Regions from separate parts of the Sus scrofa genome. Here region 1 is linked to region 2. Evidence: chromatin contacts called from public HiChIP or PLAC-seq data. All regions are on one chromosome and are shown on one strand. Each heading gives the region's core, a stretch centred on a gene start, on an enhancer-like site or on the middle of the called end of the contact. The rest is flanking DNA. Distances are from core to core; before and after follow the strand shown.

Evidence for each region. HiChIP or PLAC-seq counts read pairs in DNA pulled down with a chosen protein or histone mark.
Region 1: a contact with region 2 is called in an H3K27ac HiChIP or PLAC-seq map of alveolar macrophages. The contact joins two enhancer-like sites. A contact is called at or near these places in 1 of 47 Hi-C or Micro-C datasets (embryonic fibroblasts) and 2 of 2 datasets of contacts at active chromatin or transcription factors (alveolar macrophages and skeletal muscle).

The regions. Positions count from the first base shown.
Region 1 is chr9:44,442,224-44,446,949 of Sscrofa11.1, reverse strand. All of the region lies in intron 1 of SIK3 (serine/threonine-protein kinase SIK3), which reads left to right. Among named protein-coding and RNA genes, the nearest start is that of SIK3, 27 kb to the left of the region's middle. Within about 2 kb of position 2,044, at least 10 of the 83 cell types and tissues checked have an H3K27ac peak or open chromatin away from gene starts, as enhancers often do. A contact at or near this core is called in alveolar macrophages, where this site is marked.
Region 2 is chr9:44,302,195-44,307,469 of Sscrofa11.1, reverse strand. The region is part of intron 4 of SIK3 (serine/threonine-protein kinase SIK3); the gene reads left to right. Among named protein-coding and RNA genes, the nearest start is that of APOA1, 86 kb to the right of the region's middle. Within about 2 kb of position 2,964, at least 8 of the 83 cell types and tissues checked have an H3K27ac peak or open chromatin away from gene starts, as enhancers often do. A contact at or near this core is called in alveolar macrophages, where this site is marked.

The DNA of each region.
Region 1 (4,726 bases), core at 795-3,294, 140 kb before region 2:
AGGGAACTCCTTTTGTGGGGGGGAGGGGCAGATGAGATTATAAAAGGGTAGGTAAGTCATCTCACAACTGGACTAGTTAGAGTAAGGCTGATAGATACTTTCGTTGCATAGTCAATACTATTTGGAGGAGTTCCTGTTGTGGTGAAGTGGTTAACAAATCCAATTAGGAACTATGGGGTTGTGGGTTCGCTCCCTGGCCTTGCTCAGAGGGTTAAGGATTTGGCATTGCCGTGAACTGTGGTGTAGGTTGCAGATGCGGCTTGGATCCCGAGTTGCTGTGGCTCTGGCATAGGCTGGTGGCTACAGCTCAGATTAGACCCCTAGCCTGGGAACCTCCATATGCTGTGGGTGTGGCCCTAGAAAAGACAAAAAGACAAAAAAAAAAAAAAAATTAAAAGAAAAAGTATTATTTGGAAATGTGAGCTTAGGGCTGGTCACCAGCCTTCCACCATAATTATCATATGCTAAATGCCTACTGTGTTCTAGATGTGTCTTACATATAACTGATGCTACCTTCTCAGCATCTTTGCAAACAAACTGTTGTTATACCTAGTTTCCATGGAGGAAACTGAAGTTCAGTTAGATAACTTGTTCAAGGTCACATATTGTTTAAGTGGTAGAGCTGAGATTTATAAGAACAAGGCTCTTGTTTGTTCCATTACACCAGATGTTAGCACCCAGATTAAATAGCGAAATTGTAAATAACCAGAATTCTATCACTATAGAATTGATTATAACAGTGTGAACATATAACTGGACAACTTGCCTGTTTTGCATGATTTGGGCTGGAAGAGTAGAAAGAATGCTAAGGAAAATGACCACTGGAGAGGCTAACAACTGGCCAAACTCATATAATTTCAGTTAAAGCAGTGCACTTGCCATGCATATGTAGCTTCATGATAAATTCTCCACTGTCCTCTTCCCTTTTTAGATTGCAGTTCCTCAAGTCTTTCTATTTAGAGATTATATAGCTGCCACTGAAGACCGTAGCTAGTGGGAGCCAGGACCTGGAACATTTTTTGGGGGAACTGTCTGGGGAATTCATATACACTGAGTGTATACCAAATCATGAATTCTGCCATTGTGAAGTTTGAGGAGGTAAGGATCTCCTTGGGTTAATAAATTCTGGCTTATAGGCAGAAGAACCTGCTAGATTTTATTGCCTTGATCCTTTAGCATTATCCTGCAGAGTATTGGAGAATACTTATTGGAGAATACTTTTGATGTACTTCCAAGGACCATTGTAGGGAGTGTTAATATGGGAGGTTGACATTATGGTGAAATAATCACTTGGAAGCTGTGATTCAGCATTAGTCAGTGGCTTTTGTGTTAGGTTGCACTCAGCCATCTCTCGCTTTAATTGTGGTGAGTCTCAGGCATTTGATTACACAACTACCAAAGAGACTGACCTTAGTGATAACCTAGTCACATTTTCAGATAGTAAAAATACTCAGGAAAAAAAATTACTCATCTCTATCAGCTGGTAGTATTAGTTCTTCTCTAGGGAAGTATTAGCACACTTTCTAGGTTATGCCCAACAATACACAAAGATGAATGGCCATTTCCTAAAATACTTTCAGTTAGTGTTTTTAAAAAGTGGAAACATAACCAAATGTACTTTCTGGACATATTCATTTTATGGACATATTCATTCATAATATGGATCAGTTTTATATCTTATTGGCTGACTTAAAACCACGAATGGGTTGGGTTCATTTTACCTAATTTATCACCATTCTGTATTTCCTTACTATCTCATGAAATTGCCATGTTTAATCTTGTATTAAAAAAAAAAAAAAAACTCTTATCCGATTCTACTCTTTTTACCCCCTCCTTTCTTTTCTTTTTCCCCTCTACCTTTTTTCCTTCCTTCTATTATTTGTCCTTCTGTTCATCCACAAATAGTTGAGTGTCTGCTGTGTTCGAGGCTCTGTGCCAGGCATGGGGATGGAGCGGTGAAGGAAAACATGGTCTCTACTCTCATGAGCTTACAGTGCATCCTCATGTTCCTGGTTTCTGTTCTGCCTTCAAGGTTCAGCTCTTCTTCTGACCTTTGCATGGTTCTCTCTGACTTCTTTAGCCTTTGCTGACCTGTCCCTTACTTGAGTAGTGCTGATTGACATATCTTAATCTTGTTTTTTCCACAGTGTAAGTGCTGTCCAGGCAGAGACTGCCACGTTTTTTTGTCTTTCACAATGCTGAGTCCAAGCAAGTGGGTAATAAAAGGGTTTTGATTCATCCTACCCTGCTGAAAGTCCAGACTACAAGCTCTTGGGGTTTAGAAGTAGTTGTAAAGATTATGCTTTCTTTCTTTTTTTTTTTTTCCTCTCCCAGTTGTTTGCCTAACGCTTGCTATCTGCTTCTGTTAATCTGTGTTCACAATGAAGGAAAATAACCCCACTGATGCACTGCTTGCCGTTATAATATTTTCTAGTGAAGGGTTTGTTTTTGAACTGATTATTATATAGCTTCTTATCTGGTTCCCCTTGTGAGTAGTGAGGGATAAATTTCATGGTTAAGGAAAAGAGCTAACCTAATCTTTTAGCACTATGCCTGTAATCTTTTGGGATTAAATGCCCTACCAACTATGCCTTAGTTCACGAAGTGTTAAGAGTAACTCACTTGGAGTTCCCGTCGTGGCTCAGTGGTTAATGAATCCGACTAGGAACCATGAGGTTGCGGGTTTGATCCCTGCCCTTGCTCAGTGGGTTAATGATCCGGTGTTGCTGTGAGCTGTGGTGTAGGTTGCAGATGAGGCTCGGATCCCCTGTTGCTCTGGCGAAGGCCGGTGGCTACAGCTCCGATTCAACCCCTAGCCTGGCAACCTCCATATGCTGCAAGAGCGGCCCAAGAAAATGGCAAAAAGACCAAAAAAAAAAAAAAAGAGTAACTCACTTAAAATGGAAGCTGACAATGTAATAACTTCACTTTTAAAAGTGAGCTCCTCAGAGAGATTCATAGAAATGGAAAAACAATCATTTAATGGGGCATTCATTATTTACACTTACACGATGTTACAGTTGAAAACTCTTTTGAGTTGTAAATGAAATGTGGGAACCTAACTGTGAAGGAAGGAGGCTGTGTCACTGGATTAAATGTTTTTCTGAATGTGCTAAAAGCTCTGAGGTAATGGCAGACTGCAGTGTGGGGACTGAGAAGGGATGTTTTCTTTATTAAAAAGGAGAGTAGTGGGTATTGGAAAAAGGAAATGCTCTTTTGCTTGCACCAAAAATTAAGGAGTTAGTGTATGAAATTGAGAGCAGAAGATCATGGAGCAGGAGAAAAAAAACCCATTTTTCCTCCCGCAGCAATCTGAGGTCTTGACTTGGACAAACTGATTGATGAAAGATTATTATAAGACGATAGATTTAAATATTGACTAGATATTTGATGTTAAGGAATTATTATTATCTTTTTAGGTGGAGTAATAATATTGTCATGGTCAAAAGAAAAAGTACTTACCTTTTGGAAGTATATACTGAAGAAATATAGATGACATAATGCAGTGTCTGGGGTCTGCTGGGGAGAGGAAGAAGTGGTCCAGAGTGTAGATACAAATGGCTATGTGTTTATAATTGTCATAGCTGGCTGATGGGTACAGGAGGCCCACTAAGCAGTTTCTTTCTACTTATGAGCATATTTGAAAGTTTCCATAATAAAAACTAAAAACAAACAAACAAACAAAACCCCATAAAACTGAAACCCACTGAAAATCAGAAACCCATCAATTTAGGTATAGAACTGTCAAACATACCCTTTTACCTTCTTTCAACTTAACTCCAGGTGGGGCAAGTACAACCATAGATTCTTGTTGATGTTGCCAAAGTGGAATGTGGTTCAGATTTCCATCCCCTCAAGTTGATGAACTGTATTATAGCATCACTGAGAAAGCGACAGGCTCTACTTTCTGTCTTCCCAGCAGTGTGGTATATTACAACAGGGCAGAAGTCATTCTCTCCATCTTTAAGGTTCTTCCTTTCTATAGTAAAGAAATAAGATTTAAAAAGCAATAAATGGGGAGTTCCTGTTGTGGCTCAGCAGTAGCGAACCTGACTAGTATCCATGAGGATGAGGGTTTGATTCCTGGCCCCACTCAGTGGATTAAGGATCCGGCCTTGCCATGAGCTATGGTGTAGGTGGCGGATGCAGCTCAGATCTGGCGTTGCTGTGGCTCTGGCAGAAGCTGGCTGCTGTAGCTCCAATTCCACCCCTAGCTTGGGAACTTCCATGTGCTGCTGGTGTGGCCCTTAAAAAAAAAAAAAGAAAAGAAAAAAGCAATATCTGTAGTTCCCTTCTGGTACAGTGGGTTAAGAATCACTGCAGTGGCTTAGGTAGCTTTTGTGACATGGGTTCAGTCCTGGCCTAGGAACTTTGATATGAAATTTAAATGCCATATTTTATAGTCCTAAGTAAATACTCAAAATTAAGAAAAAGGCAAGAACATTTTTGGTTAGGGTTAAGCAGTCTTTATTAGGCCAATGAACTTCGGGATGACCTCTAAACAAAGTGTAGGAGCTGGATTGCTATAGAAGTATGGAGACAGCTTGTCCAGGGAGGGAAAATACTACATTTGGGGGGAATCGATGAATTTGGATTGATATAAGATGTTGGATGGACTGGATGTGTTCAGTTCATAAAGGACATGAAATTTTTTTTTTTTTTTTTTTTGTCTTTTTGTCTTTTTGCTATTTTCTTGGGCTGCACTTGCGGCATATGGAGGTTCCCA
Region 2 (5,275 bases), core at 1,715-4,214:
ATAAATAAATAAATGTAGATGCAGAGCCAAAATACTATGTTGTCACTTAAAAAATAGCGTCACTTAAATTATTTTCTAATTTAACTTAGAACTCACAGCTTAACTTAGATGAGGTTCTTTTTTTCCCAGTTTGCTTTCGATTTTTAGAAGTTTTTCTTCTATTTGATTCAATTCTGAATTGTATGAGTTTTTTAGGACATTACGTGTTTTCAGGATTAAAGCTCAAACAGTATGTTCATGGAAATCTAGCTTCTACCTCTTTTCCATCCCCCGAGTAACCATTTTAAGAAGTTTCTCAGTTAGCGTTACTTCTGTTAAAAATGTAAACAAATATAGACACATGTACCCACATACATATTTGTATTTCTTCTTCCTCACCTCCCAAATAGAAGCACACTATACGTATTTTCCTATACCTCACAGAGATTCATGGCTGGAAAACCATCCATGAATGGTTTTCCTCTAGACATGGACTAAGAATCCGTGGTCTAGAGGGGGAGATACACATGTTAAGAAACAACTGTAGGTGTTCCTGCTGTAGTGCAACGGGACTGGCGGTGTCTTGGGAGTTCTGGGACCCAGGTTCAGTCCCCGGCCCAGCATAGCGGGTTAAGGATGCAGTGTTGCTGCAACTGCGTCTTAGGTCACAATTATGGGTAGAATCTGATCCCTGGTCCGGGAACACTCCATATGCCCCAGGGCAGCTAAAAAAGGAAAAAAAGGAAACAACTGTAATTCGGTTGTTCACTGATGTTACCGAGGTATGTAGACTAAATGCCATGATAAATTATGGACCAGCTCTTCCAGAGTAGGTGAGTAGGTTAGGGAAGACTTGGGAGACATGGACTTTGAGCTGGATTTTAAAGAATGAGCTGGATTAGGAGCCTGCAGAATATTCTAGGAAGCAGGGAAGAACCTCTGTATTACAAAATTCGCTGAGCCACCTTTGCTAGTATATTGGTGTAATGTGAGAAACATTTGTACTTCATCTAAAAAGTCTGAATAACATTCTTGAAAGGCCTGTTATATGGCATCCTGTTTCATTGGCTTCTTGGCTTATGCTTAGTCTAGAAGAATTTTTTTAAGTAGCTATCAGAAAACAAATCTTCCTTTATACATTAATGTAATAGACTTTTTATCAAAAGAATGGCATGCTTTTTAAAAAGACTTAACATAAACAGTGCCTAGTTTAAAAAAGCTTTGTTAGTGGCAAAATGAAAGGTTAAAATGGTTTTTTTTTGTTTTTTTTGTTTTTTGGTCTTTTTGCCATTTCTTGGGCCACTGCCACAGCATGTGGAGGTTCCCAGCCTAGGGGTCGAATCGGAGCTGTAGCCACCGGCCTACACCAGAGCCACAGCAACGCGGGATCCGAGCCATGTCTGCAACCTACACCACAGCTCACGGCAACGCCGGATCCTTAACCCACTGAGCAAGGCCAGGGACCAAACCAGCAACCTCATGGTTCCTAGTTGGATTCGTTAACCCCTGCGCCACGACGGGAACTCCTAAAATGTTTTTTATAAAAGTTTATAGTTTTCTTCCAATTGATATTCCTTGAATTAATCTGTAATTATTAAGTATCCATCACATGCAAAGCACTCTCCCCCCCTCCCCCCACCAGGCACCTAGAGCACGTGGAAATTCCCAGGCCCTGGATCAAAGCTACACCACAGCAGTGACCTGAGCTGCTGCAGCGACAATGCCAGATCCTTAACCTGCTGCACCACAAGGGAACTCCATAAAGTACTCTTGTATGTAGTAAAGAGGCAATGGAATAGAAATAGTTCTAGTTTAAAGCTTTTAGAACTGGAGTTCGTCTTGTGGCTCAGTGGTTAACAAATCTGACTAGGAACCATGAAGTTGCGGGTTCGATCCCTGGCCTTGCTCAGTGGGTTAAGGATCCGGCGTTGCCATGAGCTGTGTTGGAGGTTACAGCCATGTTGCTGTGGCTGTGGCTGTGGCTGGCAGCTACACTTCCGACTAGACCTCTAGCGTGGGAATCTCCATATGCTGTGGGTGAGACCCTAGAAAAGACAGAAAGACAAAAGCAAAAAACAAAAAACCTTTAGAACTAAAGCATGTCTTGTGACTGTGCTTTGCAAAGAATTGTGTTTTCTCACAACTCTGAAGGAAAAAGTAATTTTTGGGTTAGACGGAAACACATATAGTGTGTGTGTTTTGTTTTTATGCCTGCAAGAATACTCAGTAGTAACTCCAAATAGTGGTAGGTCCACAGATCTACACATGTGATAAAAAGAAGAGTACACACACACACACACACACACACACACACACACACACACAACCTGTGTCAAACTCTGGGTTTTGATATTCTGTAATTATGTCAGATTTAACCACTGGGGGGAACTGGATGAATGGTACATGGGGTCTCTCTGTACTATCTTTGCAACTTTCTGTGAATTTGTAATTATTTCAAAATAAAAAGTAAAACGAAAAAGAATAATTACTCTGGCTGTCATCTTGAGAGTAGATCGCAGTGGGCCAAGGGCAGAATCTATGAGGCTGGTAAGGAGTAATAATCTGAGGGTACTGCAATGATCCAGGACGGAGAGAATGGCCATTGGGCTAGGTTGGTGGCACTAGAGTGGGATGGGAAGATGTGTGAGGAATGGTTGAATTCTGGATATATTTTAGCAGCAGAGTTTATAAAATCTGCTGCTGGCTCGGATTTGAGGTGTTGGGGAAAGTGAATGAAAAATGACAGCAAGGTTTTTGGCCTGGACCACAGGAAGGATAAAGGAAAGCAATTGTAATAAGAAGCAGCAACAAATAAAGAAGCCTGGTATGAGGTAGTTGGCAAGAATAACAAAATAAAAAGCCCTCTTCCTCTGGTCACTGGCAGCTTGGGGCCCCTGAAAGTTAGGGGCAGTGTGATGTTAAAGTGAGTGCACTCTTGTTAACCTGTTCCCAGGCAGCTGAGTTATCTTGGCCTCACCCTGGCTTTTTTGGAAAGAAGCATTTGTTTGATAAACAGGAAGTCGTTTCCATGGGTGTAGAAAGAAGAAATGATAGAATTGAGTGGCAAAGCAAAGAACTGCTAGCGGTGGTTAGCTTGGAATTGGCAGAAATGTTTTCAGGTAGCCACCTAAGCTTAGCACACAAGCTGCCTTTTCCCCATTCTAGCCTGGGTTCTCTCTTCATCATGAAAAATGAAAAGTTTCTGCCCTGTTGCTTGACCCGCTGTCAGGGTATGTTCATTTTCAGCTAGTGTTTTGGATCAGTTATGAGTCGTAGACTTAGCAGACAAATGGAGGCACTGTCTGTTTATAGTGGAAAAGTGACTTATTTTAAGAAATGTTGGCTCCCCACCACTACCCCATTAGTGGCATGCCTCTGACACACCAGTGAAGCTGGTCTAGGGAAGTTAAGACTGCCTTATGTGTATTTTTGCTCTTTGAAAGGTTAGCATCTAAATGTACCACAAGATATTTCTTTTTGAGTCAGATTGAGACGAAATTACAAACAGTGAATTCTGAAGCTAACTTTATAAATGTCGATGCTCTGATACGTGTGAAACTTCAGAATTCATGCCCTCCACTCTAATGACATACTCCTTATGAGGTGTATAAATCCCTTAGTGTCAATACTTTTTATTTTGTGAGGAAGAGTGGATAAAAAAAAGATTTAGAAATCCAGTGCCAAGTGATTTATGGCGATTGAAAAGTGAGAAAGAGAACTTAAGAATCCTTACTCTTTTTTTTTTTTTTTTTTTTTTTTTTTTTGCCTTTTAAGGCCGAACCTGAGGCATATGGAGGTTCTCAGGCTAGGGGTTGAATCAGAGCTACAGCTGCGGCCTACACCACAACCACAGCCATAGCAATGCAGGATCCGAGCCATGTCTTCGACCTATACCACAGCTCACGGCAACACCAGATCCCCAACCCAGTGAGCCTGAGCCAGGCCAGGAATAGAACCCCTCATGGTTTCAGGTCGGATTTTTGTGCTGCGCCCTGACAGGAACTCCAAGACTCCAAGACTCCTTACTCTTGATAAGAGCTTGAAAACAGGAGAACCATTTTCACCTTTTAATTGAGAGTCACCTCATCCTAGACTGGGTTGAAATGATTAAAGTCGTGATAGGGGAAAACCAGATTTGCCCCAGAGGTAGAGTGACAGCTAAATAGCTAAGTAGTTAATTGGTGGTGAGAGGAGATTGACTGTGATGGGTTGAAGATTGTCTAGACAGTCTAGGGGTGGGGTCGGGGCAGGAATCTCGGAAGCCAGGGTGGTGGCTATAGATTGGGATCTTTGGGTTTGGAGATGTGGAGGGCACCTCGCCCAGTAGTTAGGAGAACAAGCTCACTGAACTGTCCCGGAAGAAGCAGGACTCTTTAGAGTTCCTTGCAACTGGGCTTTATCCTGACAAGTTTCAGCATATATTTTACTTTGAATATTGAGTGGTTCTGGAGCTATTTATTTCATTTGCCTTCTGAAATCAACCCACTGTTTATTCTAATGCTGTGACTTTGTGTGAAGTTCAGGCTGGGCTGCTGCTCTGGGTTTCTTCGTTGAAAGTTAAACATATTTGAGCTTGAAGAATTTTTGCTGCCCGCCTTATGGAGCACACATGAACATAAAGCAGCCATTTGTCAGCAGGCAGCTGAAAGGCAATTTCAGCAGGGACCAAAAACCACTGTAAGCTGCTGGCTTCCTGGCACACCCACTAGACCCTGTAGGTTTACACTGAAAGCAAACTAATGGGATTGGAGGTAATAAGATGGGCAAAAATAAAAGCAGAGGCTAAAGTCTGAATGACAGTGAGCTAGTATGAAGGTCCTATATATGAGGAAAGCACAACACTCGCAAAGATGAGAAAACCTGAACGTCAGACACATGGCTAGGAAAGTCATCTGATGTTTGCAGCCAACAATTTTTTAAGAAAAATGAATTGTCTATCTTCTTTATATTCATAGCTATGGAGATACTGTAGGTATCTTTAGGGAAAGTATTGTATAGTTTAAGCTCTTGTATCCACTATACTATTTCAGATACCTTTTAACCAGACTTATATAGCAGAGACAACTGGTGTATAATAATATTTTCAAGCAAATCTAGGAAATCTTGAGCAAAGATCCTTAACAATCTATTAATCAAACACTGAAATAGTATTTGCATAGTATCATAGCTTTTTTTTTTAAAACAACAAAAAAAAGCTTTTCAAATGTCCTTGAAAGTTAAAGTTATATCATGTATGATAACTCTTAATTCAGAGTATGAGTTTATTCCCAAATGTGCCATTCTTTCTTTGGCCATA